2 separate regions of the Mus musculus genome follow, and region 2 is linked to region 1. A link is a contact called in public HiChIP or PLAC-seq data. All regions are on one chromosome and are shown on one strand. Each heading gives the region's core, a stretch centred on a gene start, on an enhancer-like site or on the middle of the called end of the contact. The rest is flanking DNA. Distances are from core to core; before and after follow the strand shown. Region 1 overlaps Ccdc172 (coiled-coil domain containing 172). Region 2 overlaps 1810007D17Rik (RIKEN cDNA 1810007D17 gene).

Region 1 (4,105 bases), core at 984-3,483:
TGATGGCGACACCTTTATCCACTGAGTCCTCTCATTGGCTCAAATGTATTTTCTTCAAAATGTCAACTCAGGACTAGTCACATCTCCAAATTGCCCTGTAATCATAACTGCTGCTTGGCTTGTTGACTTTGACTTAAGATAAAAAGATTAGCAATATCTTTTCAGCCATGCCCATAAGTATGCCTAGAAGTATAAAACTTCTCTGCTAACCAGGAGCATTAAAAGTGGGTCTCAACACCAGAGTGGTTAAAAGCAGTGGTACTGCTTCTCTTGGGCCCATCCAACTGCAGATAGTTCCCACATTACATCCTCAAGTCTCCCATCCAGGACAAGTCTTTCCAGCTGTACTGCTCTCCTGGCTGGCTTCAAACAGCCCTTAAGACTTGTTGTTTGAATAGTACTGTCAGCTGATACGGGTACAGATAACTTTGTCAAAGTGAAGCTGCACATACTGAAACGCCTTTGACACAGTTAGATTGCTGACTGAGATGTTTCTCAGTGGCTGGAGACTTACGCAGGCTTGGAGCAGTGTGTCCCGCTCGCTGATAATCTCACTGAGCTGTCTCTCTAATGCGTTTTCATGGGTTTTCAGAAGCTCTAAGAGGAAAGATTTCTCAGACAACTGCTGAACCTTCAAAAGGAAAATACAGAAATCAGAACGAAGCAAATGGATACAGATCTGAGGGCTCAGTTAATTGAACAGGCCTGCAATTGTTACATACGACTCCCTGCATGCACTGCTCTAAGTGACTGCCGGTCCTGAGCTCAGTGTCCTCACAGCTTACAGAGTAGACAGACTCTGGGCTCCTGAGGGGCACAGCTGGTTTCTTTTTCCTCCCACATTCAGCACAAGTGTTAGCTGAGTACTGCAGCATCTGACCATGCACACTGAAGCCCACGTCTGGACAGCTTGTTTCAAGGAGCAGGCTTCTAGTCTCACAACTTAGAAAGAATCAATCGCTGTGACCACCAAACATGGGAAAATCTCTACAGCCCAGACCCAGGTTTATGACGTTAACTATGCATAAAGTAGACGTAAATTTGGCTAAATATCCCAAATACATTTTGAGAACCCAACCTTTGAATTTTACCCATTTACTCAGGGGTCTTATTTTTAGAGGCTCAGTGGTAGGTAGCAAGGTCAGCACTGGCAGGTGGCTGAAAGCTAAGGAAGCGAAATCCATCCTTGCCTCTTGCAGGCATTCACCCAACAGATCCTTACAAACAGGATCAGAGACCACCATCTCCCCCTCCCTCCCAAAAATTTAACTTTTGTGCCCCATTTTATTCTAAAGAGCAAAAGATTTCATAAGCACCGATATTATTTCATTTGGACTTTAAAAACAGTTCCTTCTGAGACAAAGTCAGAATGAAAGGCCAAGAAACTAAAATAGTTTGTCTGCAGCATTCAGTACTGGTCCTCATGACAGTGTGTTACCTCCAGCTTGGGGCTGTTCTCATCTCTACAGAGAAAAGAAAAATGATATAAATTCAACTTAAATTGCAGAAAGCAAGATTTATGTTAGTTATAAGAACTTCCTCAAGGTGAGAGACGGGTTGTGAAATCTGTGTCCCAGAAGACACTGAGCAGTAAAGAGCCTGGGAGCAGTCTATTCCAGAGCCACGGGGTTGGCTTCAAAGACATTTTGAAATATTACAGCTAGTAAGTCCTAGGAATACTGGCATTTAGAAAAAAATAGCTGACGTGAAATAGAAACACGATCTTCCATTTCTATAAGGTGTAGCACAGCCGCCCGACCTGGGTCCTGGGTGCAGTTCCCATCAACCGTATCTGAAGACACAGACACAGATAAAGACATACATTTGCATGACTGAGGTAATGCCTGAAACCCCCGGGAGGACAGTGAGGGGCTTCGTGTCCCTGATGCAGAATCAGGAAATGCAGTTTCCAGACTTTAACGTCACACGCAAGGCAGCAGGGCAGACAAGGAAAGGATCAAAGCAGCCCCTCATTTGTTCAGTGTAAGAACACGACGACGCTTCATTGCTGTTATACAAAGGAGACTAAGATCAGCCCACAAGTTCAAGATTTTATAAAGGACGTTTAATTGATTAGGGGTAAGCATGGGGTTAAAATCCAGGTCTCTCAGCATCCTTCTTGCTAAATCACGGCATTAAAATGGAAATGCTAAAGCTGCCTCTGAGTAATTCTGATAATAAAAAGAACTTCAGCACCACTGCCCATAACAATGCTTCAGACACAGATGAGTCAGCAGTGCCCAGCCGTGTGACACTGTGACTCAACAGTGTCTCAGACACAGATCACGTTGGAAAACTGTACACGTGAGTTACCAAAAAAAAAAAAAAAAAAAAAAAAGAGAGAAAAAATGGCAAATGAGTCTCGTATTTTCCTTAAGTGTCCTGGACTAAGGGGCGGGCACTCAGGCTGCAGGCTCTGGTTAATGTGCTAATAGTACACATTCAGGATTGACATTCTTGACTTCTGTTTCTGATACGGATTCTCAGAAAACAGAGGGTGGAAGGAAAAGAACCAACTGCACAAAGTCGTCCTCTGAGCTCCACACACTCACAGCCACACCCACCCATGCTTACTCACTCACTTTCTCCTTCACACAGACACACACACACACACACACACACACACGCACTTTTTTTAACACTCGTGACAACCAAGGGGAAAGCACAACAGAGGAAGTGGGAGAAGGTGGAAAGTCACTGCCCCGAAGGGAGATGGGCTTCCTACATGCCGCCTCCCAGTGCTATGGTCATCAATGGGTCAGGGTACAGATGAGGTGACACTGAAATTGGGTGACCTGGCTCTATTCTTTATTAGAACTTAAGAGACAAGCACTTGGCTTTGCCTGGTTCTTTGCTACGTGTAAGTTTTGCCTTCAGGAGCAACAGCTTAATCCCAGGTGTGGGGTATGGGCGGCAGACTGTCCACAGCAGCTGACTATGATTTGCCTCCTGCTCTGGTGGGGATGTGATCTTTCCAGCTGCAAACAGTTTCTGCAATTGTGTGATGTTGGGAATTTTGGGAACATTTCAGAGTGTATATAGATGCTAGGATCCTGAGAGATAAGGTGAAATGTTGGTGGGTTTTTGGCTGGTTGCTGTTGGTTGTGATCTGTTAAGTAGTTGTACACAAAGAAACAAGAAGAACTGAGATGTTCTGATGGCAGAAATGACCCATGCCCCCAGGACCTCAAGGCTGTACTCAGCAGGAAGCCGTCTAATGATGACTTCGACCCCTCACTGACCCTGGCTTTATTCAGGGATCTCTTCCTTCACTCTCCATCCTTTTTTCTCTTGTTTAGTGTTAGGAAATTGAAAGGGTGGAAGAAAGAAGAACCCACAAAGTAACCAGAGTCCAGCTACATATAATCCTGACTTACTCACAGGATGAGTGTACTACTCACTCACAGAATTACTGTCTTGCAGACGTCTTACCTCTGCTTTGTTACAAGATAACAGCCAAGGAGGGATCTGATAGGGAAATACTGTAAAGCCACAAACTGTACTGTGTGAGAAATGATTTCAGACGTATCAAGTTTGAGCTGAGACACTAACATGCCTATGGCAGTGTGAGCCGTTTAGTCTACAGTAAACAGAAACTAAAGAAATTATTGACTCTGTCTCCTAAATTGCTCCTGACCTCAAGAGACAGCATGCAATATAAAGAAAGGGGTGGGAAGTTCCTAATGGCAGGAACACAGATTTCTCTTTCTTACCTCTGTCTGTTTCCTGACTGAAAATGAAAATATTTGTATAAAGCCTTAATGTTGCATTCTAGACCCAAATGGCCAACCTTTGTCAGAAAGTGTCACTGTTTTGGTACAATTTAGCTTACAGCAGTGCCATCTCCCTTGTTAAGTCTGCCTCTTTCAGTATTAAAGGCTTCCCCACCCCTGCTCATTCCTCTTGGATACTGAGCTGACTTATCTGGTGGCTAGGTCTGTGGTCAACAGAGCTGCTATCCATGGCTCTTCACTGCTTTGTTGCCTGCATGCCTTCAGGTACTTAGAAACTGAAAGTAAGCACAGCATGTTATGGATCAGCATTGGTCTGTCCACGACACTCCTTGTGTAACTGACGCTGTCAAAGCCAGCTCAGTCTCCAGCAA
Region 2 (4,620 bases), core at 1,895-4,394, 93 kb before region 1:
GTATCTGTGTTTGTGTGTCTATGTGTATCTGAATGTTTGTATCTTTCTGTGTGTATATACATGTGTGTGTGTCCATGTGTATCTATGTGTGTGCTTGTATGTCTCTGTGTCTGTGTCTGTCTCTCTGTGTGTTTATCTGTGTTTGTGTGACTGTGTATATCTGTATGTTTGCACCTCTCTCTCTCTCTCTCTCTCTCTCTCTCTCTGTGTGTGTGTGTGTGTGTGTGTGTGTGTGTATTTGGTTTTGGTTGACAGGATTTATCTCAACTGCACATTGCAGCTCATCATAGAAAGAAATTGGAGACTGGAACGGGAGGCAAGAACTAAAACAAACCCACAGAGGAACAAACACTGCTTACTGGCCTGCTTCCCATGGCTTGCTTAGTTAGTTTGATTTCTTATAAAATCCAAGATTCTTACACGCGTTCTCACGACCAGCCAGGAAGAACGCAACAAACCGGAATCTTCTGCGGCAAAGCTTTATTGCTTACATCTTCAGGAGCCAGAGAGCAAGAGAGCAAGAGAGCAAGAGCTCTATTGCTTACATCTTTAGGAGCCAGAGCGCAAGAGCGCAAGAGCGCAAGAGCGCAAGAGTGCAAGAGAGCAAGAGCCAGAGCAAGAGAGAGAATGGCAAAACCCCATCCCTTTTTAAGGAGAATTATCCTCCGCCTAGGACGTGTCACTCCCTGATTGGCTGCAGCCCATCGGCCGAGTTGTCGTCACGGGGAGGGCAGAGCACATGGGGTGGAGAACTACCCTTGGCACATGCGCAGATTATTTGTTTACCACTTAGAACACAGGATGTCAGCGCCATCTTGCAACGGCGAATGTGAGGGCGGCTTCCCATACAAGATGACCTGCCCAGGGGATGGTGCCACCCACAGTGGGCCAGGTGCTCCCACCTCAATCATTAATCAAGAAAATGCCCTACAGATATACCCAGAGCCAAACTGATGGAGGCAGCTCTTCAAGTGGGGCTTACTCTTCCAGGGTTTCTCTAGTTTTTGTTGGGTTAACCAAGAGTAAATCTCACAGTGTGTATTGTGTACTTGTATGCTGATGCCTGCTTAGTGTGTATTCATTTGGAGGACAAAGGACAACCTTGAGTGTTTTGTGACAGAGTTTCTCGATGTTCTAGAATTTGGAAAGTAAGCTGGATTGGATGTCCTAAAGCCTCAGTGTCTGTCTGTCTTGCCTACCTGGCACTGGGATGACCAGTGTGTGTGTCATGTATGACCTTTTTATACGGACTCTGGGATTTGAACTCAAGTCCCCGTGCTTATAGGCAAGCACTTTACCATCTTTGCCTTCTCCCTATCCCCAGGCTTCAGACTTAAGGGGCCTTTGTACATCCAATCTCTCTCTCTCTCAGAACCAGTTGCTATCGGCTGGAGAGATGGCTCAGTGGAAAAGAGTTGAGTCTGGTTCTGAGCACCCACATCAGGTGCCTTATAAGTGCCTATAACTCCAGCTCCAAGAGATTTGATGCCCTTTTCTGGTCTCCAGGGGACCCTGTACACAAGTGACAAACATTCACACACACACATAAATAAATAGATAAATATAATTATGAAATAAGAAAGAACCAGTTGCCATGCAGAGAAATCCAGATTAGGCAGAAGTGATGATTTATAAGGATAATACCAGCACTTAAGAAGCTGAGGCAGAAGGATTACTGTGAGTTCAATGCGAGTTTGTATTATATAGTGCAGAAATCATGAGAGAGGAGTCCCCTGGCTCCAGATATGGATAGCCATCTTGGCCCCTCACACCCAGCTTCGCATACAGTAGCTCTCAGCTCTCTGCACCATATAAATGACTCCAACTGATATAATAGAGTTTTAGCATAATTTGCCAGAACGTTAATCTCAGAACCACAGGCATTAAAACAATTGTTGTTTTAAGCAAATAATCAATACACAACCAGGGTAGTATGATTTCAAAAATGCAATGTGGTTATAAAATATAATCGGTATGTGTTGTAGCTTATCAAAAGACCCTCACTCACAAAGACCACAGAGATCGCCATTGTTGCAAAATGCATGAGGATCTTACTTATCCAACATGTTGGGGAACCCCCTCTCAGCACGCAGGCTGGAGGAGAGACCCAGAACAAAGAAAGAACACACTTTTTATACCTTTGTAAGGGCCAGATATAGGCACTAGGGTAGTTTGGCTTATTTTAATTGGTATAGCCAATAACCTTCTTAGACATTGGTTGATTTGTATAGGGTGACCCTCATTTTGTCTGTCCTTGTGGTTTTTAGTGTGAGGCAGGGCAGGGGAATTGTTACTCTTGTTCTGGCAGCTGTAAAGTTAGTCATTTTGACCGTTAAATCTATGTTTCTATATTTGTTTAGTTAGTCAGCTTCTTTACCTGGCTCTGTACTTGGCCTGCTAGTACAGTTTGGAAACGCCTTTTGAAGAGGGAAGGTACTGGGTAGTCTTGAATTTATTTTGGATGTTACATATATTCTTTCCTTAAGTAGGTATGTTCCAATATTTAATATTATTACTTTTAAGTTTTATTTATGTGCTTATCTGCATGTGTCTTGGTCCTCTGGAAGAGCTCGCTGCAAGTGTTCTTGACCACTGAACCATCTCTCCAGCCTCTCAGTCTGGATTCTCCTACATTAGGCATATGGCTTAGGCTTAGACAAAATGGTTTGGTGCCTTATAGTGAACTACTAATTTTTTTTTTTAAAGCAGTGGCTTCTTAGTAAAAGGGAATATCCTGGAGTCTAAAACTCACCCAGAGGCTTGCTGTGAATGATTGATGTGCTTTTAATCTGGTGGCGCAGGAAAGGGTATGCCATCTTCCAATGACAGCTTATGATAAATGTGCTTTCTCTGAATTAATCCTTTATAGAATTTCCAAATACCTGTGCATACTTCTTAATATGATTATGTACAGAAGTCTTATGCTTGATATTTGACCCTAACTGAAAAAGAGTTTAAGCCAATAATATGAAAAATAATGTTTTGCAGTAGGCTATTCTTTTGTGTGTTTGCTTTTGTTGCTGTGATAAAGCACTTACTAAAACCAACTTCGGGTAGAAAAAGTGTATTTGCTTATAGCTCATGACTCATTGCTGCGGGAGAGTTTCTGCTAAGCAAACATTCAAGGCTGGGACTGAAGCAGAGCCGGTGGATGAGTCCTGCTCACTGGCTTATTCCCCTGGCTTGCTCAGCTACCTTTCCTACATAGCCCAGGACTACCTGCCCATGGATGGCCCCGCCCACAGTGGAATGGCCCCTCCCACATCAATCAGAGATCAAATGAATGCCGCACAATGTGCCGATAGCCCCATCATACCGAGGTTCCCACTTCCCAGGGGACTCAGGCTTGTGTCAAGTTGGGTCTAGCACTGTCTTGTTTTGAGTTGTGGTTGTGCTGTTGGTTATTTTTCAGCTGCTTCTCACTGGACTGTTTTTATTTAGGCTTTTGCCTTGTTTTGTTCCTTTTTTTTTAAATAAATTGTTTTATTTATTTATTTATTTATTTATTTATTTATTTATTATTATATGTAAGTACACTGTAGCTGTCTTCAGACAAACCAGAAGAGGGTGTCAGATCTCATTACGGATGGTTGTGAGCCACCATGTGGTTGCTGGGATTTGAACTCTGGACCTTCGGAAGAGCAGTCAGGTGCTCTTACCCACTGAGCCATCTCACCAGCCCCCTGTTTTGTTCTTTTAAACAACAAACGTTGGCAAAGATGGAGAATTTGAACTCGTGTGGACTGTGGTAGGTTCAGAAGTGGTTCGATCATTGGGGGAAACATGCAGCTCTTCAGAAATATAAACTAAAAAATAGAATCACCCTTTGATCCAACAAACTTACCAAAGTGTTTACACAGGAGAATTCAAAGCACAAACTTATCTGAGTGGTGGTGGCACCTGCCTTTAGTCCCAGCACTCAGGAGGCGGAGGTGGATTTCTGAGTTTGAGACCAGCCTGTTCTACAGTGTGAGTTTCAGGACAGCCAGTGCTACTACACAGAGAAACTCTGTCTTGACAACAACAACAACAACAACAACCCAAAAAAAATCGCAGTAGAAATGAAGAAAAACTTATATGCCTACATTCACAGCATCATTATTAATTAAAAAACAAAACAAACAAACAAAAAATACAAAAAGAAAAAAACCTAGAAATGTCCCAAAAGTTTACTACCAGAAAAAATGGAGACACAAAACAGAAAATCGTTCTCCATTAAGGAAAAAGGACAATTTCTAACATATTTCTATAATGTAGATAAATTCTGAGGACACGATAAGTGAAATAAGGCACAGACAATCACTGGGTAATTCTGCCCTATAAGAGCCCTAAAGTAAGGCCTGCAGCCGCAGATACAGAACCAGTCCAGGTATCCATCAGTAGATAAATGGATGAAGAAAATGTGATGTATAATGCAATGGGTTTTCTGCAGCCATAAAGAAAAAGGAAACCATGACACTGTACGGAGATACACGTGACTGAATCCCGGGGCGCTCCACGTCCACTCTACCCCAATCCTGGGGCGCTCCAGGTCCACTTTGCCCCAAACCCCTCACTCTTCAACCCTGGGCCCAAACACAGGCCATTCTAATCAACAAAGAGCTAATCCATCAAACACAT

What was found. HiChIP or PLAC-seq counts read pairs in DNA pulled down with a chosen protein or histone mark.
Region 2: a contact with region 1 is called in an HNF4G HiChIP or PLAC-seq map of pancreatic cancer cells. The contact joins two enhancer-like sites. A contact is called at or near these places in 3 of 39 promoter capture datasets (the 3T3-L1 cell line, 3T3-L1-derived adipocytes and pre-B cells), 2 of 484 Hi-C or Micro-C datasets (the HPC-7 cell line and cortical neurons) and 1 of 115 datasets of contacts at active chromatin or transcription factors (pancreatic cancer cells).

The regions. Positions count from the first base shown.
Region 1 is chr19:58,522,374-58,526,478 of GRCm38.p6, reverse strand. It overlaps Ccdc172 (coiled-coil domain containing 172), which reads right to left. Exons shown (of 9, transcript NM_029372.3): 4 at 515-631. Among named protein-coding and RNA genes, the nearest start is that of Ccdc172, 12 kb to the right of the region's middle. Within about 2 kb of position 2,233, at least 72 of the 459 cell types and tissues checked have an H3K27ac peak or open chromatin away from gene starts, as enhancers often do. A contact at or near this core is called in pancreatic cancer cells, where this site is marked.
Region 2 is chr19:58,615,350-58,619,969 of GRCm38.p6, reverse strand. The region is part of intron 1 of 1810007D17Rik (RIKEN cDNA 1810007D17 gene); the gene reads right to left. Among named protein-coding and RNA genes, the nearest start is that of 1810007D17Rik, 11 kb to the right of the region's middle. Within about 2 kb of position 3,144, at least 15 of the 459 cell types and tissues checked have an H3K27ac peak or open chromatin away from gene starts, as enhancers often do. A contact at or near this core is called in pancreatic cancer cells, where this site is marked.